2 separate regions of the Zea mays genome follow, and region 2 is linked to region 1. A link is a contact called in public Hi-C data. All regions are on one chromosome and are shown on one strand. Each heading gives the region's core, a stretch centred on a gene start, on an enhancer-like site or on the middle of the called end of the contact. The rest is flanking DNA. Distances are from core to core; before and after follow the strand shown. Region 1 holds the start of LOC100276319. Region 2 holds the start of LOC100280810.

What was found. Hi-C and Micro-C count contacts between places; a contact is called where the count stands out from the background.
Region 2: a contact with region 1 is called in a Hi-C map of leaf, with 9 times the contacts expected there. The contact joins the promoter of LOC100280810 here to the promoter of LOC100276319 in region 1. A contact is called at or near these places in 4 of 25 Hi-C or Micro-C datasets (endosperm, leaf and root tip).

The regions. Positions count from the first base shown.
Region 1 is chr1:43,798,417-43,805,082 of Zm-B73-REFERENCE-NAM-5.0, reverse strand. It overlaps LOC100276319, which reads left to right and starts at 1,275. Exons shown (of 2, transcript NM_001363954.1): 1 at 1,275-1,433; 2 at 1,547-1,827. The coding sequence starts at 1,353. The coding sequence ends at 1,630.
Region 2 is chr1:43,959,902-43,967,640 of Zm-B73-REFERENCE-NAM-5.0, reverse strand. It overlaps LOC100280810, which reads left to right and starts at 2,147. Exons shown (of 2, transcript XM_034059576.1): 1 at 2,147-2,755; 2 at 2,863-3,468. The coding sequence starts at 2,435. The coding sequence ends at 3,249. It also overlaps the pseudogene LOC109940968.

The DNA.
Region 1 (6,666 bases), core at 26-2,525:
AGCTTGAACCGCCTATTATCGGGAGCACCAGCTTCGTAGCCGAAGCTACTTCAACTTGATTGTTGAACGAAGCCATCAGCTCAACAGTGGAAGTGAGTTCACCGACGGTGGGCGCCAATGTTGGGGACTTGTTCTCAAATGCTACGAGTTAAGAACAAGGCAACACAAAGTATTAAATGTTAATATCCTTCGTCCTTCGAAGCATTATTTTCCTTAGGACATAACGATCTTCAGACGAAGGTCATGAAGGACGTACATTCATCATCATGGTATATGATAATGAAAGACACAACATATGAAGCACAAAAGATAATATAAATAATCATACAAAATTATCCACATATCTTCATTATATAAACCTGAATAATCAAAAGACGATATTTAATTACATTTGTACCTTCGGCTTGATAGAAGACAAAAATACGAGCGTTGCGCACGAGTGAATACAAGATAGCGTGAACAGTACATGGGTACTGTTCATCTATTTATAGGCACAGGTCGCAGTCTGTGAGAAATTACATTCATGCCCTTTACAAATGTTTACAATTATAATACAAGCTTTCACGGGCCGATTGATCATTTCATCTTTAAGTCGGTGTATCTGAAAATGTACTCTGAAGCTCTCTAATTGATAGCTTCGGCTTTGTGTTAATCTTCCGAAGGTGTTTCTTCTTATGGCACTTTCGGCGACAAAGCAGACTCCCAACAGTAAACTTTTGTTTCTATTTTCTTTTGCTTAATATATAATGGAGCGCAGTTCTCTTGCGCGTTCGAGAAAAAAGCAAGTTAAAATCCACACCAATCCATTCCAATACACTTTAATCCACATAAAATTAGAATAACCGAACAAGGTCTTAAGTGGCCTGTGAGAGTGTTGGGTTATCGTACAAATTGTTCGGAACCTTCTAAATTTATATTTGAATTTAGCAATTTGTTTGTATTTAATATAGCAATTTAAGTTGGGAGGGCAAAGGCAGAACAAACCCCAGTTACGATCCTTATCAGCAAGCAGCCAGCCAAGACGCTGACACCAATCAGGGACTGGAGAACTCACCAGAAAGAGGCCACTGGTAGCAGATTTCGCCCGCGTGTGATGCGATGCCACAGTCCCGCACGGAAGAACCGCCGCCGCCGCGGAGGCGCGGACACGTACACCCTCTGTCCCGAATCAGAGCAGTTGCTACTCCTTTGCGAGAAAAAAAAAATGGAAACGCCCTTCAATCTCCAAAGTGCGCTTGCTTATATAAACGTACGGGCGCGTGCCCCCTTTCGCCAGGCGCGCGGTTTCCAGGCGGTTCCTCCTCCAGACTCTAGAGAAAGAAGGCGCATCGTGAGCGAGAGAGAGAGAGGCAATGGCGTCGGCGACGTTCCTGGAGGTGCTCCTCGCCATCTTCCTCCCGCCGGTCGGCGTCTTCCTTCGCTACGGCTGCGGCGTAAGTGGAACACTCACCTCACCTCACCTCAAGGACTATATATGTAGGCTGCTCGATCGTATGCTGTGCTCTGTTCGATGGATGATTATATGATGGATGGATGGATGTTGCAGGTGGAGTTCTGGATCGACCTCTTGCTGACCGTGCTGGGGTACATTCCGGGGATCATCTACGCCGTGTACGTGCTGGTGGCTTAAGTTGTGCGAAGAGGAGGACATGAAGACTCTCGATCTGTCCAGAAGTACGTAGTGATGTGAGGACTTCTCCCAGTCCCAGTGTGCATGTCTGTCTCGATTACGCGAATTAGGAGTGACTATCGGCTGATGTTGTTAATAAAACGTGTGTGGGTGCTGCAAGCAAAGTTGTGTAGTTGGGGGCAGAAATGTTTATCACAGCATTGTTTTTTTTTTTGTTTCTTTCTTTTACCGGAGGAACCGCACTGCGATTGCTGGAACGTAATTGCTGTTGTGTCAACAGTTGCTTGCGGTTTGTGATTTATTAGAACTTTTTTTTAGCTAGGGCCTATCTTCATGCGAACGAAATTCGGCAGAAACCAAGGCTCAGTGGCGGCGGGCCTCCTTTACGGCCACTATTAAACGACGACTCCCTCACGGATAGCCCGTTGCTTCCCACGCTGCTTCCAGTATGCAGCCATTTCCTTGATGTGTTGTTGTAGCCTGTTCCGGCAGAGCTCCCGAACCTGCATTTCAGCATCTGACAACCATCTCTCTTCCTCAAGGAAGTCAAACATTAGGATTATGAATTTGCAATTTGGCAGAATCTGAGGGGGCGCCCTGTTACGCCTGGCCCAAACCTTTACCGCAGATCTGGTGCTCTTGAGGCAGCTAGCAAGGCGTCCGGCAGCGTCCGTAGAACCGGAGAGGCAACGCCAGGCCGGGAGGATGGAAGGGAGGAAGCCTGGTTTCTTGAGCCAGGCATTTTCGAATCTGAAGGAGTTGGACTTTGGGACTGTGGTGGACATGGTTGCGATGATGGGTTTGTGATCAGAAGTGATTCTGACAGATGAGGTTAGTAGGGCTGAGGGGAAGACATTGTTGAAGGTTGCATTTGTGAAGGCACGGTCGAGTCTGGCAAGGATAGGTGAGCGACGTTTATTTGACCAGGTGTAGAGACAGTCTAACAGAGGAAGTTCAGCAAGACTAAGGTTGTGGATCACGTCATTAAACTGATTGCAGAGGAGCTGGTTCACAGTGCCAGTGTTCTTATCTTTGGCATCGCGGATGAGGTTAAAATCCCCAACAATGAGCCAAGGCCCAGAGATGCTGGCACCAATTTCCAGCAGGATGTCAAGGAAGGCTGGGGTGTCTCTGTGGTCGGATGGGGCGTAGACGTTTGTGATGTGGATGTCAGAGTTCGAAGCGAGCAGACGGAGATGCACAGTTAGAGCGTGATGATGAACAGCATAGGAGGTGAGATGGAGGACGTCGGGGTTCCAGGCAGTAATTACCCCACCTCGCGTCCCAGCAGCAGGGATGTGCATGAATTTGACAGCAAGGCATGTGGGGAGGAAAGAGTGTGCTTTAAAAGTTGTGATATCGTGGAGTTTGGATTCCTGGATGCAAGCTACATTTGGGGCAATAGACGCAATGGATTCACGAACAAGATTACATTTTTCCGAGTCGCCAAGACCACGAACATTCCACGACATTACAACGAGATTCTTGAGATTACACATAGGGGGGACTAACAAACACCATGAACACAAGGCTAGAGAGGGAATAGAGGTGGACCAGACCATAGACTAGACTGATGAGAACAGAACTAGACAGAGCAGAATAAGTAACTAGGACACAGACCCAAGATAGCCACGGGGTGCAGACCGACCAGCTCACTGCACCTTGAACACCACAGCTGTTGTTCATCATTCTTTGGCGAGCGGCACCACGCCAACAGTATTGGCAGTAGAACATCCCAGGCCTGCTGCACGGACTAGTTTGCGCAGCGCAGGGATCGGGATCGGCGCAATGGATCGACTGAGCAGCCCTTTTTTCTGAACTTCCTGTTTAACAGCAGCAGAGCAACCGTGGAGTGATTCCTTCAATTCTTTGAGTCTAGTAGCCTTCATTGAAGCATGGGCAAAATTGTCGTCTTCTTTCGCAGCAAGCCTGGAGCTCTTGCGGCGGATGGTGGTGATAACACTGGCACGGGGTGGACGACCGATGTGCACCAAACGGGGGGCAGAGGAGGCTATAGGCGAGTTAGTGGGGGTGTTGCAGGGTTTGACGGCCGAGCTATTCGAAGGGACAGGTTTGCTGCGGTCAGGCACATTTTTGGCATTGCATGACATTGGGGATTGGGTGTTTGCTGGAGCGGTTGTAAGTCGGGCGAGGACAGCAGACATGCCAAGGAGTTGAGCAGCAATGGATGCATTTTGACTCTCTGGGTTGAAGGTGTTGCTGTGGGGGAAAATGGTTGATATGTGAGCAGGATGCTGAGCAGTGGGAGCATGGGGGCATGAGCTTTCAGGCGGCGTTGGAGCAGGTGTGTGTGGTGGCGGTGGGGGTGGGGACGATGGGGGTGGTGGCATGGGTTGGAAGAATGGGCGAATACGTCCATCCGGACCAACCTGATCAGCGCGACGCCAGACACGAATGGGAAACACCTGTGCAATGCACCCCATCCTGGAAACACCATCAGTTGCCGAAATCCAAATTTCAGAGGGTAGATCGAGGTAGTGGTTGAGCTCAAGCAGCACACGCAACGGTCCGAAATTGTCACCAGTAAGGCAGCGTGGATCCACTTCCACTACCTCGCAGCAAGCACCGAAACAGCGTTTGATCACATCTTCAGACCAGGATGAATCACCGAAACAGCAAGCACCAACACGGCATTCCACCATGCCCACGCTACACAGAGGCTAAGGATGAATCATATCAGCAAAATAACTGTACAGGAGCAGGAACTGTATAGCCATGAGACAAAAATTGCAGCCCTCACAAACTACTTCGCCAACATTATGGGAGAGTCTGGCAGCTCCACTTGGTCTTTTGATGTCCATGAGCTCTATGCTGGTCATCCATGCGCATCAGATTCTCTAACTGCTCCCTTCACTGAGCTGGAAGCAGCAACGGCCGTTCGCTCGATGAACAAGATGAGTGCCCCTGGGCCAGATGGCTTTGGCCCCTGTTTCTACTATAGTGCATGGAACACAGTTAAGTTACAAGTGATGGATCTGCTGGGTGCCTTTCATCATGGGAATGTGGATCTTGAAAGAATTAACAGAGCATACATGGTGCTCTTGCACAAGAAACAGGGGTGTACGTCTGTTGACTCTTTTAGGCCGATCAGTCTTCAGAACTGCAGTATCAAGATAATTACAAAGATCCTGACCACCAGACTTCAACAAGAAATCCACAATCTGATCCACTTGGACCAAACAGGATTTATTCGTGGGCGCTCAATCACTGAAAACTTCATCTATGCAATGGAACTGACTCAGTGCTGCCACAAGAGGAGAACTCCAACTATGATCATTAAGCTGGATTTTGCAAAAGCCTTTGATACTGTGAATTGGACTGGGCTACTTACAGTGCTGAAAGCTAGAGGGTTCAACCAAACATGGCAACAATGGATTCTACAACTGCTATGCACTTCTAAGAACGCCGTTCTGCTAAATGGTGTGCCTGGCCCATGGTTCACCTGCAAGCGAGGACTAAGACAAGGAGATCCCCTCTCGCCGTACCTTTTTCTCCTGGTTGCTGACGTTCTGCAGAGCTTGATCCAATGCAACTCCTCTATCCACCATCCGCTTGTGGGTGATAGCCCCTGCCCAGTCTTACAGTATGCGGATGATACCCTTATTCTCCTGCGTGCCAACATTGCAGACATCACAGCTCTAAAATCAGTTCTTGATGCTTTCTCAGAGGCTACAGGGCTAAAGATCAACTTCCATAAAAGTACTGCAGTGCCCATAAACGTGGACAACACCCAACTCTCAGACATGCTTAATATTCTTGGATGCAAACTTGAAGGTTTCCCACAGACTTATCTAGGCCTACCTCTGTCCAGCACGAAACTACACCTATCAGCATTCACACCCCAGATTGCAAAAACTGACAAATATCTAGCAGGTTGGCAAGCCTCCCTCCTAACGCCCATGGGAAGAGCTGTCCTGGTCAACTCTGTTTTGGACAGCCACCTCATTTATATCATGTCTGCAATCTCTCTTCCATTGGGAGTTGTCGCACAAATTGATCGCAGGCGACGTTCCTTTCTGTGGACTGGGGAGGACAAAGCCTCTGGAGCGTGCTGCCTGGTTGCATGGGAAAAAGTTTGCACCCCAAAGGTAGTGGGGGGACTTGGAATCAAAGACCTCAGACTGCACAACAGATGCCTCCTTGTCAAGCTAATTCATAGGTTTCATTCAGCTCCTAACTCCTCTTGGGCGGCTTGGGCAAGAGCAAACTGCAACGTGGCTACCTTGGAGGGTGATGTGCACGGGATGCACTGGAACAACCTGCGCGCGGTGCTACCCATCTACCAGGCCATCACTACTTCCGTAGTCGGAAATGGCCATAACACAAACTTCTGGCATGACGCTTGGTGTGGGGAAGATGATCTGGCAACACGCCTACCAGCGCTCTACTCTCACTGTTTGGCCAAGCAATCAAGTGTCCACGACATTGTCACAAATGGACTATCTCTAGTCCCTAGACTTTCAGATCAGGCACAGATGGAACTCCATCAAGTCCAGGACATCATCAATGATTCTGCCCTCAGTCAACAGCAAGACACTCGCGTCTGTTCGTTTGTCTCTCAGAGTGGAAAATTCCAAACATCCAAGCTCTATGATTTCCTCAAAAAGCAAGATAGGGTGACGAACCCTGCTGCAGCCTTCATTTGGAGCAATAAAGCGCCACCGAGAGCCCAATTCTTCGCTTGGCTACTCACCCAGGGGAAAATTCAGTCCAAAGAAAATCTGCTGCTGAAAAAAATTGTGGATGAGGACACTTGCGATGTGTGTGGCCAGGAACGCGAAACTGCTGATCACATTGTTCTCCGCTGCCACTTTGCCAAGACCTTCTGGCTTGCGATTGGCTTTCACATCCCCAATGACATGACTGTGCAAAATTTGCACCAGATTGAACGGCCCTCAAACCTCCCGCAAAATGAGTTCAGCTCCTTTGTCATCCTATGTTGCTGGCAGTTGTGGAAACGCAGAAATGGTTTTGTTTTCAGGCAAGAGGCAGCCACCCTCAACCAAACTCTCCAG
Region 2 (7,739 bases), core at 898-3,397, 160 kb before region 1:
GGGGCGCACGTGGAGCAGCACGACGGCGTCCCCGGGGCAGAGGTAGTTCTGCACGGCCCACTTGACTGCGAAGGCGTACTCGTCGGAGAGATCAACGGCGATGGCGATGCGACGGTGCGGGGAGGCCGGGTTGCTCCCGGCAAGCGAGGAGAAGAAGAAGAAGCGCGGGGAAGAGGGCTGGATCGTGGCCGCCTGCGCCGCAACCGAGAGCCGCACCGGCGCCGGGGCTGCAGGGACGTCGGCGCCGGCGCCGTTGGAGGGGTTGGTCGCCATGGGGTGGGTGAGTGGGTGGGAGGTGAGTCGTTGGAGGAACACAGATCCAAGAGCGGCGGACGCGGCTGGAGCGTTCTACTGGATTGAATAGGCGTTTCGGGTCCGCCCATGCACACGCGTCGTGACCCTAGCGCTGCACGCCGCGTGAAACGCGGAGGGAGCCCCAAACCCCAGCGCCTTTTAACTAGAAGTAATGTATACGTAGTCCATCTATTTAAACTAAACCAATAAATAGTTAAAATCCTATACAAGATTAAAACTTAAATAAACTGTAATATTTAATATAAGTTTAAAATTTATTTAATTAAGTTAAATAAAATATAGACCAACCCCATGTTAAATCTAGTGATGTACAAACCGATCGCCCAAGTGGCGGACGCAAGGGGTGGGCAATGGGGGCCACGACCCCACCTTAATTTTTTTATAAACTCTTATACATAGACTTAGATATATAATAAAATAAATAAACTTTTATATAGACATAGATATATAATAAATAAATAAATTTTTATATAGTAGGTTGGACTAAATTTAATAAAAACTAGACTTTGATCTAATTTTTTTCTCGATGCTTCACTACTCAGCCCACTCCACACCCGAGTCGTGGTGCTCGTCGTCACGTCGGGATCCTGCACGCAGTACAATTACTTTGCCTTCTAATCCGCACCGGTGGATGGGTAGACTATTAGTGGGATTCTACCTTGGCATCACAGCACCACCCGCCCTCGCTATCTCACAAGGGTCCCGTCGCGCCGTCGCAACGCGACAATGACTGTCGCTTGCTGCCACCGCCTTTCGCCTCGTCGTTGCCATCTACCGTCGTATCGTCGCCTGCCCTCGCTATCCCACGCCTATTGTCGCCAGTGGCAGGCACAGGGGTGTTTCATGGGTATTCATTGAATACCTAAGTTTTTGGTGATCTATACTAATTTGTTAATAGTGTATTACACAAAATAGCGTTAGAACACTAATTTCTTTAATCTTTTGAATTTTTGAATACCCAATCTCAAATGCTTGGCCCGCTTCTGATTGTCGCCTCACCGTCGTCATTTTGCGGTGGAGTCGCTGACTCTCCACACCGACGTGCTAATACGCCCGCTTCGCCCTAACTTCCAGTCCCCGCTAGTCCACCCTTTTGTTTTCTCTAACTCTCCTTTAGGGTGGCCAAAATGAAGTTTCGGTATTCATGCTATTTTAGAACACTACTCATATTATCACTTAATCTCCATGTTATTATTATGGAACTATTTTTATCAAATAGTATAGTATATTGATTTGTCCCCTACGTTATCGGCCTCACCTGAAATTTTGTCTTGCGTCCGCCACTGGACCACCCGACCTGGTTTGGGCAGGTCGAGCCTATCAGACCCGCGGGTTTGGTTTCCTGAATGGGTCTAATACGTTACGGGTTTATATGGGCCGTGCCGGTCTGAACAGACCTAAAAAGCGGTTTAATAAAAAAAATAAACGGGCCGCCGGCCGCCACGCAGCGTCCAACAAAAATAAGGTCTTTGTTTCCGACCAGCATTTCTACGGACATGGCCTTCGGGTCACCTCGGCTGGAAATACGCCATTGTGGAAGAATTACATACATACAAGCGACCAAAACATTTCGAAATCAGCCCTGCGTACGTATGTTGGTTTGTTAATAAACTAGCACACATGTACGATCGAAAAAAAAATACGGATTGTTGGTCGGACTAGTTCCAAGCAGCAGTAGGAGGCATGAGTGACATGCAAGGTAGTGATTAAGTATAGCAGATGCACGTCTAACCATCCCTCCACGAGTTGATCAAGACCTGCCAAACTCGGCCAAGCACAGCACGGACGTACTACTAGTAAACCGTAACTGAATTGATGTGACCTGATCGTCAGCATTGTGTGCGCTCTGCGTCGTCCATCGGTCTGCAATATAATCCACCAAGCAAAGGAAATAATAGCCTCTCTCACTCGTGGAATAGAATACATAGGAGAGGAGAGAATAGAGATGCAGGGGGAAATCTGCTAGACACGTCTCGATCGATCTCCCTATATATACTAGCACCAGATTTTACTTTTGATTTACCACCCCTGCTGATCTCGTACGTACAACTAGCTAGCAGGCTCTACTACTCCATAGCCAACACTAGCTGCAGCAGCACTGCTGCTCCGGCCTCCGGTCATGGACGACTACGGCAACGCGAGCGCGGGCACGGCGGCGCCGCAGCCGCAGCAATATTACTGCCGCTCCGTGTCGCCGCCGTCCAGGGTGTCGTCGTCGTGCTCGCCGCCACCGCCTCCTCCTCCTCCCGCTGTCCTGCAGGTGGTGGGCAACGTGCCGCCGCCGACCGTCGTCCTGAGCCCGTGCGCGGCGTGCAAGATCCTCCGCCGCCGCTGCGCCGACGGCTGCGTGCTGGCTCCCTACTTCCCGCCGACCGAGCCCGCCAAGTTCACCACGGCGCACCGCGTCTTCGGCGCCAGCAACATCATCAAGCTCCTCCAGGTGTGTACGTGTGGGGACACAGGCAGGTCTGGAAGCGTCCCCGCGCGCGCGGCAACAATGCTAGCTGTGCTGACATGCGTATGTATGTATATATATAAACGCTGCAGGATCTGCCGGAGAGCTCGCGCGCGGACGCGGTGAGCAGCATGGTGTACGAGGCGGAGGCGCGGCTGCGGGACCCAGTGTACGGGTGCGCGGGGGCGGTGTGCCGGCTGCAGAAGCAGGCCAACGAGCTCAAGGTGCAGCTGGCGCGCGCGCAGGCCGACCTGCTCAACGCGCAGGCCAAGCACGCCAACCTGCTCGCCCTCTTCTGCGTCGAGATGGCCAATCGCCGCGGCAACCAGCAGCACCCGTCGCCGCTGACGACGATGATGGACGGCGGCGGCGGCGGCGGATTCGGCGCGGCGGCGTACTACCAGCAGACGACGTTGTACGACTCGGACCTGGACTCGGCGACGACGTGGCCGGATCACGAAGCCCAGCTCTGGACCTAGCTCATGCTTCTATCGATCTCGACTACTACAAGTACTTTTTGTTGCATAAACAAATACTAGCTAGTACGTAGCACATGCATGTGCGTTCTGCAACGGCAACGTTTGCATCTTGTCGGATGCTGCTGCAAGAACGCTGTGCAGCCGGCCGTAATTACGAAGTATACCCCCGTCAATATACGATTAGTTGCTCTTGATGAATGAATGCATCTTGTCTTACTCCGTGTTACTGTCACGTAACGAACAGATTGGACTGATGACGACGATGCTGACCAAAAATATCTGTTACGATCATACAGTAGCATATAGTACAAACAAGCAAGTACACATAGGTTGAGCATTCGGTTTATTAGGTTAATTGCTCGGTTTATATAGATTTGTGAAATTTCGTGTTTAAAAAATGAGAACCGAAATTTTTAAAATAATTTTAGGAATCGAACCCAAATAGACTCACAATTTCGGTTCGGTCTATTCGATCCACCGAATAGACCCAAATAGTATTCACTTCAAAAATAGACCCAAATAGTAGAGAGACTAGTATTTTTTATTAAAATATATACAATTAATAATTAATTGGAAGTACTATTATTACAACAAGTGACTATAAAAAATAGCATACAGAGATATATATTATCGTTAAGATGATATCATTATTTTTAGCTAATAAGTTCATAAATCATATATAATAATATCATCACATATTAAGAGCTTTTTTATATTCTGAGTTATTCGGTCTATTCGGGTTTTAAAGGTAAGGAACCGAACCTAAACCCATACCCCGAAATATAGCGCATATAAGAAATGAATCAAACCCGAAAACTCAAATAGACCGACAATTCGATCTATTCGAGTTTGGTTCGGATTCAGATTCGGTTTTCGGTTTTAAAATACCCATCCCTAATTACACAACTGATAAGTATCCCCAGTTCCCCACGGCCGGTGTTAGCATGGTCTGACTTTGCTACGTACTATCTACTGCTAGCATGTTTGCGTGTGCTACTGCTATTGCTACCCGAACTGATTTTAGGCAATTGCCGGACGTACGGCTCAAATGGATCTCGAACGAACGGCGGTCATGCATGTGCGGATATGCGAGCCAGCTCCATTATTCATGACTTGAGAACACCGTCTACTTGAGATGCGCTACAACAAGGCGTCTCATGTTTGGAATTTAGGTAACTTTATATATTTAATTCAATCTAAAAATAAAATAAAATAGTATATATCTGACTCACGAACTTTGCAAACATATACATGAAAAAATATACTCCCCAATACCAATTTATAATCCGTTTGATTTTTTATCAAGTTTGACCCGTTGGATTTATTTATTTTTTTACGAAAAATTGAAAAATTCAAAGTCACATCTAAAGTATATTATATGCTAAAAGATATGAAAGTAAAAATTAATAACAATTTTGAATTTTTTTGAATGGGACAAGCTAGTAAAACTTGGTGTAAAAAAGTCATACGAATTATAAATTAGAACGGAGGGAGTATTGTTTTTTACGAAAAATTGAAAAATTCAAAGTCATATTTAAGGTATATTATATGCTAAATGATATGAAAGTAAAAATTAATAATAATTTTTATTTTTTTTGAATGAGACAAGCCAGTAAAACTTGGTGTAAAAAAGTCATACGAATTATAAATTAGAACGGAGGGAATATTGATCATAGCAGAAAACATACTAAATCGATCCATACCTCAAATTGACAGTTTTATACGAAATAAGCTTTGCCTAGGCACTTTACTCGTATTAGGTTGTCAAAAGCATCCTATGTCAAATTTCATGATCTTTTATAAGTATTTAGAGATCATGCAAATCTCATGGATTATGATTAGCATTTAAACCAATATTTATGTGTTCCTTAAAATATGCCAAGTAGGATAATATCTTTGCTTCAATAAACCAATCAGAGCATATTATGGTAAAAACTATCTTCAAAGACGTGCCTCTAATATGGGCCTTGAATATAACGGTCTTACCTATAGTCTACCAATAACTTATTTCACCATCCTACATTATGGCATCCATGGTCATATAGAACTTACCACTATGATAGACTTCATGTGGGTCTTAAGACCATCTCACTCAATACACTATCTATCATATTACATGATAACCACTTAGTAAATTGATCCACTATATTTTAGATGTATGGACATAAACTAACACTATCACTTCATAATCACGATTTTTGATAGATTTTAATCACATATTTATAAGGTTCGTGGGCTTCATGTTATCCTTTAAACTATTCATCTTGATTATCACAGTCTGTTTATCACAATTCATAGAAATAATCGGTATATGTTTTTTAAATATTGAAAAATCTAGAAGTTCATGAAGCCACTCAACCTCAATAGAAGGTTATCTAATGTTGTGAGTTATACTTCCATAGTTAACCTTATTAAGATGGTCTGCTCGCAAGACATCTATGAAACAATGCACCTCCAAGTGAGAACACATGTCCACATGCAACATACATCTCATCAACATTGAATACATAGTTTGCATCATAATAACCCTCGTGTACCCTATACCTAGTATAGTAAATACCATAGCCCATAGTACCTTTCAGATAGCACATTACTCTCTTAAGACCATACCATTGATCATCTCTAGAGTTTGATACAAAGCATCTTAGTGAAAGTTCCAAGTGTGGTTTTGGTAATTTAGACAACTAGTCAAGTAACCTATATTGTAAGTATTGTGAATGAGATAGGTTAAGTCCATATCCAAGGTTGAACACGATTGAAAACCATAAAAGGTATGGTGATAGCCACAAAGAATGATCAAGTGCTTAACATGTAAAAAAGGAAGGAGAAAAAGGCAAAATACAAGGGTTGAAGGCAAATGTATTACTACGACATTTTATTTTCACCAATCAAGATGCAATATAGTTTGTGATCAAATTTAGGATATGTAGTCATACTATAAAGAGAGGAACTCAAATTTCAAAGATGGTTACTTAAGTGCCACTAGGTGAATTGATTCCAGACAAACACACGCCCACACATATGCATTAAACATAGTCAAGTCATGAAACTCAATCTTAGACACAATTGTATAGGAGCTAACTCATGTATATAAGTGAAAGGGAAATAGGCTTACACTTTTTCCTAAATGATTTTGGTGGTTGAATTGTCCAACACAAATAATTGGACTAACTAGTTTGCTCTAGATTATAAGTTCTACAGGTGCCAAAGGTTCAACACAAACCAATAAAAAGTCCAAGAAAGGGTTCAAATAAAAAAAGAGCAAAAGACAACCGAAGGCTGCCCTGGTCTGGCGCACCGGACAGTGTCCGGTGCACCAGGGTGGATCAACTCCAACTTGCTAGCTTCGGGTTTTCTGGGAGCCACTCCGCTATAATTCACCGGACTGTCCGGTGTGCCAAGCGGAGCAACGGTCGCCAGCGCAACGGTTGAGTTCAACGGTCGGCTGACAACGCTACAGTGCACGGACTGCACGCACAAAAGTCAGAGCAGGCGCAGATGGCGCACCGGACAGTGAACAGGACCTGTCCGGTGCACCACCGGACTGTCCGGTGGCTCACATGACAGAAGCTCCAACGGACGAACCCTAACAGTTGGGTGACGTGGCTGGCGCACCGGACAGTGTCCGGTGGCGCACCGGACTGTCCGGTGCGCCATACAACAGCAGCCTTCCCCAACGACCACTTTGGTGGTTGGGGCTATAAATACCCCCAACCACCAACACTTCATGGCATCCAAGTTTTCAGCCAACACATTTAATACAAGAGCTATAACATTCAATACAAGACACAAATAGAGTGAATCAAAATCTCTCTAAGTCCCAATTCCACTCAAAGCAATAGTGACTAAAAGAGAGAGTTTTGTTGTGTTCTTTTGAGCTCTTGCGCTTGGATCGCTTTTCTTCTTCCTTCTTTCTTGTTTCCAACTCAATTGTAATCAAAGCAAGAGACACCAAGTTATGGTGATCCTTGTAGTGGACTTAGTGTCCCATTTGATTGAGAAGAGAAGCTCACTCGGTCTAGGTGACCGTTTGAGAGAGGGAAAGGATTGAAAGAGACCCGGTCTTTCTGACCACCTCAACGGGAAGTAGGTTTGCAAGAACCGAACCTCGGTAAAACAAATCACCGTGTTATCCGCTCTTATTTGCTTGTGATTTGTTTTCGCCCTCTATTTCAGACTCGATTATATTTCTAACGCTAACCCCGACTTGTAGTTGTGCTTAAAGTTTATAAATTTCAGATTTGCTTATTCACCCCCCTCTAGGTGACTTTCAATTGGTATCAAAGCTCGATGCTTCATTAGAGCCTAACCGCTCGAAGTGATGTCGGGAGATCACGCCAAGATGGAGATGGTGACTGGCGGGGACAAGCCTACAAGCCCCGCGAAGGCTACAAGCCACGGGAAGGCTCCATCAAAGGAGTCCGGCAACAAAAAGAAGGAAGGATCCCCTTCACGCATCATGACACACAAGAGTGGCGAAAAGAAGAAAA